Regions from separate parts of the Anas platyrhynchos genome. Here region 1 is linked to region 2. A link is a contact called in public Hi-C data. All regions are on one chromosome and are shown on one strand. Each heading gives the region's core, a stretch centred on a gene start, on an enhancer-like site or on the middle of the called end of the contact. The rest is flanking DNA. Distances are from core to core; before and after follow the strand shown.

Region 1 (3,661 bases), core at 7-2,506, 200 kb after region 2:
TCAGAGCCAATCTCATTTCTTTTAATGGAGAACTTCAAGTAGACGGAATGACATCCAAATGACTTAAGCAGCCAAAGTACAGGGTTGGCAGAATATAAAGACAGTTTTACGGTACAATATATCCTACTGGGGCTTTACATGAAAATGTATCTTTCTCCCTCAAGAATCCTGTGAATGCATATTGCAGTGTCACGCGTGGATATGAGCACACGTGTACAGAGGGATGGAAAGAGGGAGAGATATGGCAGCGGCAGAACAACTACACGCAGAAGATGCTGTCTTTTAATATACCCACCAGATTCCAATTTGCCTAACAAGATGCGTGAAGGCAATCTCTCTCATTAAACGCTAACATACTTCTGCGGGTCAAGAGTCAAAACGCAGGCATTCCTCGTGCCAAAGCGGAGGTCAAACAACATGACATCACTGAATATTCACATGGTGCGCGGGGAGTGGGGGGAAGAACCATCCTTCTAGCCTCAGAAAAAAAAAAAAAAAAAAAAAGAAAAGAAAATGCAAAGCCTGAGAGTTATCTGCAACGGTTTAATCCAAACCACAACACGTAGGTTTGGGGTTCGGTCAGATCCACGGCACGGTGCTGGGGTTTCAGCTGAGCACGGTGGCACGCCTGGTTGGCCTCCCGGGACGGTCCGACAGGGAGCTCGTGAAGCAGGGCTGTGCTAAGACTGTGTTGCTCAGGGATGACAGCTGCACACAGGCAGCGGGAAAATAATAGCCACTTCTTCCATGCTCCAGACTCGCTCCGCTGTGCCAAATATTTCAGAGTAAATAGGCACTCTCTCTATTCATAGAGAGCATCTATTAGGAAAGGAACACATTACAAATATTCGGTATGATTCAGGAGGACACAGAGTCAATTTATACACCCCGCGGGGTAATTATACCTTTTTTGGTCGTAACAAAACGCTCGGAATACGCCGGGACGGGCGGCGGGCACCGGCCGGCGAGGGCCTGGGGGGGGGGGGGGGAGGCGAAGCATTCCCGGGCCGCCCCTAGCAACCGGCCGGGCGCGGGGCGGGCCGCGGCGTGAGGAAAACACGGCGATTTTTTTTTTCTTAAAAAAATAAAAGGGAAAAGGAGGAGGGGGGGGGGCGGAGGAATGCGGGAGCCAGGGGTCAGGGCCGCTCCGGGGCGGGGCGGGCGGCGCGGCGCGCAGGAATGCGGGGAATGCGGCTGCTGGTGCGCGGCCCCATTCAGCCCATTGGCGGGGCCGCGCCGCCGCCGCCTATAAAGGGGCGCCCGCCGCCGGGCTCAGCAGTCACGCAGCCACTGTCCCGGCAGCTAACGGAGCATCGAGCACAGCAGAGCACAGCCGAGCCGTGCCCAGCCGAGCCGAGCCGTGCAGCGCAGCTCAGACACCGCCCGCAGCAGCCCCGCCGAAGGGAAGCGCCCCGCCGGGACCTCGCCTCGCAGCCGCCTCAGGATGTCCCCGTCCAGCCTCGCCGCCGCCCTCCTCCTCCTCGTTGCCGTCCTCGGCCCGGTAAGTGCCGCCGCCGCTGCTGCTGCTGCCCCGGGCTACGCCGGGCACGGCGTCGGCGGTGCTGACGGCCGCTGTCTCCTTCTCTCCCCCCGCCGCCGGCGCAGGACGAGGCCCGTGGGCAGGAGTGCAGCGGGCAGTGCCAGTGCGGAGCCGGGCCCGGCCCCAGCTGCCCCGCCGGCGTCTCCCTGGTGCTCGACGGCTGCGGCTGCTGCCGGGTGTGCGCCAAGCAGCTGGGCGAGCTGTGCACCGAGCGCGACCCCTGCGACCACCACAAGGGGCTCTTCTGCGACTTCGGCTCCCCCGCCAACCGCAGGATCGGCGTCTGCACCGGTGAGTGGGGACCGGCACAGGGGGACGGGGACGGGGGTCCCGGCGGCCGGGGCTGAGCCTGACCCCCTCTGCCTCCTGTCCCCGCAGCTCGGGACGGCGCCCCGTGTGTCTTCGGCGGCATGGTGTACCGGAGCGGGGAGTCCTTCCAGAGCAGCTGCAAGTACCAGTGCACCTGCCTGGACGGGGCGGTGGGCTGCGTGCCCCTCTGCAGCATGGACGTGCGCCTGCCCAGCCCCGACTGCCCCTTCCCGCGGAGAGTGAAGCTCCCCGGCAAGTGCTGTGAGGAGTGGGTCTGCGATGAGCCCAAGGAGCAGACTGCTGTGGGACCTGCTCTTGCCGGTGAGTGGGGGTCCCACCGTGGCTGGTGGGCTGAGGGGAAAGGGGTGCATGCATTGGGGTCAGGTGTAGCAGGGTGGGTTGATGTGGGGCTACCCCAGCAGCCAGAGGGCAACAGTAAGTGGGATTGTCCCTCAGATAAATGTGGTTGCTGAAACTTCTCTGGGAAGGGGACAGTGCATCTCTCAGGGTGCAAACTCAGGTTGTGGCCTCATCCTGGTTGTCTGTCCCCTGCAGCTTACAGACTGGAAGACACTTACGGTCCAGACCCAACCATGATGCGTGCCAACTGCCTGGTGCAGACCACTGAATGGAGTGCCTGCTCCAAGACCTGCGGCATGGGCATCTCAACCAGGGTCACCAACGATAATGCCTTCTGCAGACTGGAGAAACAGAGCAGGCTCTGCATGGTCAGACCTTGTGAAGCGGACCTGGAGGAGAACATCAAGGTAAAGAGTCTCAACTTTAATGTATGACTTACTAGGATGCTTTCATCAGCTGGCAAAATAGTATGTTGCCAAAAAATGTGGTGTTCTGATAGGCAGTACGTTTCAGTAGTAAATTTCAAGTGGCTCGTCATGAGGTTTGAGTTTTGCCCCAGCAGTGAATATTTTGCAATTAAATGTCCTTATTTTCTTTCACACATTATTATGATGCTATGTAAACACTTTCTCCTGTTGAAAACATTGTAAGGATTTGTGCATCTGCCTGCTTTTAATATTTAAGCTTAGTGCTACATCAAAGCCTACCTTCTAAACATGTTGTATTCACTTATATCCCAACAGAAAGGCAAGAAGTGCATTCGCACTCCCAAAATCTCCAAGCCCATCAAGTTTGAGCTGTCTGGCTGCACCAGTGTGAAGACCTACAGAGCTAAGTTCTGTGGTGTCTGCACTGATGGGCGCTGCTGCACACCCCACAGAACAGCCACCCTCCCTGTGGAGTTCAAGTGCCCTGATGGGGAGATCATGAAAAGGAAAATGATGTTCATCAAGACCTGCGCGTGCCACTACAACTGCCCTGGAGACAACGACATCTTTGAGTCTCTGTACTACAGAAAGATGTATGGAGACATGGCATAAAGCCAGAAGGAGACGCTAACTAGATTCTCAACTTGAACTGATTTGCATCTCATTTTGTAAACATGATTCAATAGCACAAGGTATTTAAATCAGTTTTTTTAATTTCAACAAACTGCTCCATGTGACCTAAGACAATTTGTCTACTGACCCCAAACGGTGGTTTGAAGAAGAAGGTAAAACGGACAGTGGGACCACAGCAAGACACAGCTTCAGAACATGCTGTTCATGAGGTGGTGTGAAGGGGTTAAGGGAAATGTGCAGGATAAGCAGATTCAAGCAAATGTTCCCTTAATATGTGGTACAGTATTTTTCATCTGGTAGTGCAATTGAGAAGGAGACCATTAGCACGTTTGCTGACACTGGTTTTAGTGACAGCAACAGCTGGAATGCAAACTGTTACCCAGCAAAGTGC
Region 2 (3,217 bases), core at 420-2,919:
AGGCTTTAAAATATGATTAGTCCACAGTCCACAGAAAGTCTGGGAGATAGATCTTTATACCACAACAATTTTAAATAGGGTGTTCTTTAGATTTGGCATAATACTCTTTCTAAGACTGACTTATCACAGAAAGATGCAGGAGGAAATGGAAGAGTCAATAACACCAGCAGCTCAAAGACATAAAAAAAGATAGTAAGAAAAATGACATCTAGCTCACTACATGCTTAGTGTTCAGCCCACAGCAATTTACCTGCAATAAATAGATAGAGTGCTTTATATTATCTGTTATTTATTGATCAAATTTGGGAATACTGTAGCGTTGTGTCCCCAGAGACATTGTCTTGGATAGAGGATCATGGTATGGAGCAATCAGATGATAGACCTGCTCTGTTGCCACGAGGAAATTAATCTTTTAGGGGAGAAAAAGAAGGGGAACCATATCCTATGCTTACATATTGTGATAGGGTAGCTCTTGTGTTGGATATTTGGTAAAGCCTAAGCACATCTGGTAAAGCCCAGCACAACTGCTTCATGCCAGGCACAGCTGGCTTGTGTCAGCCCTCTCAGGGATCCTAACCTCCACAAGTCACAGGTGCTGAGGAAGAGGGAATGAGGTTTTTAGATTTCTTCTGACAGAAAAATATGCAAACTTTGCTTCCTTACATATTTCAAACAGTCAGATGCCCTTTGCAAAATGTCTTGATTCTTCAGTTTTATTGATGCTGTCTTGAGCTTGCTGCTTGCTATCTGCTCAAGGTAGGAGGGGGAGGGAAATCATAGTTATATTTCACCAAGGGGCACCAAAATGCTTTGGCTTTGCTTGCATTTTTTTTTTCTTTTTCCACATCTAAATGTTGAGAATTTAAGATGTTTGAGTATCTCACAAACAATGCCTGTTTGTTAGAGAGAGCTGGAGTGATGCTTCAGACTTCTTGACAGTCATTGTGACTGAGACTTGTCATTCTCAGAGGTGTTTCTTAAAAGTCCCTTTTTTAAAATCAGATTCTGTGAAAAAAATTTCCCTTAAATTTTATGTCACATCTTACAGTGTACATTCATATGCATATGCACAAGCATGTTTTTAATTCCTGAAGTAAATTGCAAATGCTTTATTCTTTCAGTCTATTTGCAAAAACTTCATAGCGAACACTTAATATTCCAAATCTCTTCACCATTTGGCATGCATTATTCTTGGTGGTTTATTATTTACTAGACTACCTTGTTACTGGCTAAGCCATAGAATGACATGAGGAGACAAGGGTAACAGTAATGAGGGAAAAAATGGGACTGGTAATAAGGATGTTTTGGAGTCTAATATCATGGCTTTTTTAATCTCATGCAGGCCTATGAGTGCCACACACTGTATTATCACAGCTAATAACTGCTACACTGGGCTGTTTCAAAGCTATGCTGCCAAATCTCTCTCTCTTTTAGCACCTCTTGAGTGAACTACGAGAGCTTCACTATTTATGAAAATTCTGGAAAATGCCCATCTTATTTAGCATGAGTTTCTGATTAAGCTGGTACAAGCAATGAAAATAGACATTTACATACTTTCCAAATGAAAATCAGATCCAAAAAGCATGGAAATTCTTGCCACTGCTACCAGGAAATGGTGAAACCACAGCAAGACCTGACCTTGACTTGTGTGATCTGTGTTCTCAGCTGAGCTATGTTCATATTTTCCACATTTTCAGTAAAAGATACATGCTCTGAGTGAGAGCTTCTGCCCTGGCATGGCCCCTTTTCACACCCTGAAATGAAAGGGCTGGTAAGGGAGCTGGGCTGCCACAGGAGTACTTCTCCCTGCGGGCAGGGAGAGGTGACTGTCCCCTGCCCTCTGGCCACTGGTGGGGCTGTACTACCAGCTGTCTTCATCCAGATGTTGGGAGGAGGGAGATGTCCTGCCATTCACATTGGCATGGAAAAAACATGAGAAGGCCTTCTAAGGCATGACATTTTGTGACATTAACAGGAGCACAGCTACTAGATTATGCCATCTCTCTGCTCAGCACTTGTCAGACCATGTGTGGACACTGCCTCCAGTCAGGGCCCCTGGGGTGGGAAAGACAGTGGCAAACTGGAGCAAGCTTGGCATGGCCAGGCCAGAGCAGGTCTGGGGCCAGGAGCTGAGAGATGAGACGGGGCTGAGGGCTGCCAGCAGCCCCCGTGGGGAAGCAGTGGAGGAGACACAGCTATGGGTGCGTGGTGGAAGGCCAACAGACAACGGGCAGGCCTTGGGAAGAGAGGCTGAGACTGTAAGGGAAGGGTTGTTGTGGTGGGGCTGCGGGCAGCGGAGCAGGTTCTGTGGGGGTTTGCACACCCAAGTGGGCACAGCCCTGAGTAACCTGGTCCAGCCCCACAGCTGGCCCTGTGGGGAGCAATGGGTTGGACTAGGGACCTGCTGAGCTCCTGCTCAGCCTGAGTGACACTGATTCAGTCCTCTAATTCTATCATATCTAAAACCATATTTACCTGATAAATGGGAATTACTCTTTCAAAGAGACTCCATGCTCTAATGAGATGAGCATTCAACTTTTGAAATTGTCAATCTCTCCCTCTACTCATCATATTGGAAAAAAATAATCCATAAACAGCAAGTGCTATAGCATCTTTGAATATGTTTTTCTGTCTGCAAAAGAAATTACCAAAGTTTACCATTGGAGGGAGATAGAGATGAAGCTTTTGCTCTCCAACAAAATATAACGGTCTATGCAGAGAGGAAACATGAAATAAACAAATACTTCTAGGCCAGGTGCTAAGCTTTGTAGTTAGGTTGACAACAAGTTGCTGAATGCCATTGTATTCACTATTATTATAAACTCTGGGAATAGATATTCCTCAGCAGCCAGAAGTAGCAGGTCCCTGCCCTGAAGACAGGGTGACCTAAGATCACAGGGTTAAGCTTATAAAAAGCACCTATACTCTTCTGAATCAAAAGGAATTAAGCTTCTAGAAGACTGATGTTCAGGATGGGATATTCAGTGTGGTACTGCAGCACCTCTCTTTTAGATGTCCTAGTGAACTCCACTGCCTGAAAGGTAAGAATCCTACACTCCTTTCACAATATGCAGAGAGGTCTAAATCATTATCAACTGGATCCACAAAAGCCAGTGTACCTTTAATTATATTATAATATACGTATAATACATATGCTATGTACTATATACTAACATATAATATTATCTGAATTCCCACCTTTTCCTAGTCTCCAGAC

Evidence for each region. A called contact is a pair of places that touch in the nucleus more often than the background predicts.
Region 1: a Hi-C map of F1 follicle shows a contact between it and region 2, with 2.2 times the contacts expected there. The contact joins the promoter of CCN2 here to the enhancer-like site in region 2. A contact is called at or near these places in 2 of 8 Hi-C or Micro-C datasets (F1 follicle and subcutaneous adipose tissue).

The regions. Positions count from the first base shown.
Region 1 is chr3:62,856,786-62,860,446 of IASCAAS_PekinDuck_T2T, forward strand. CCN2 (cellular communication network factor 2) reads left to right here and starts at 1,257. Exons shown (of 5, transcript XM_027454509.3): 1 at 1,257-1,501; 2 at 1,606-1,831; 3 at 1,919-2,170; 4 at 2,405-2,616; 5 at 2,953-3,661. The coding sequence starts at 1,445. The coding sequence ends at 3,249.
Region 2 is chr3:62,658,887-62,662,103 of IASCAAS_PekinDuck_T2T, forward strand. No RefSeq gene overlaps it. Among named protein-coding and RNA genes, the nearest start is that of MOXD1, 79 kb to the left of the region's middle. Within about 2 kb of position 1,670, at least 2 of the 8 cell types and tissues checked have an H3K27ac peak or open chromatin away from gene starts, as enhancers often do. A contact at or near this core is called in F1 follicle, where this site is marked.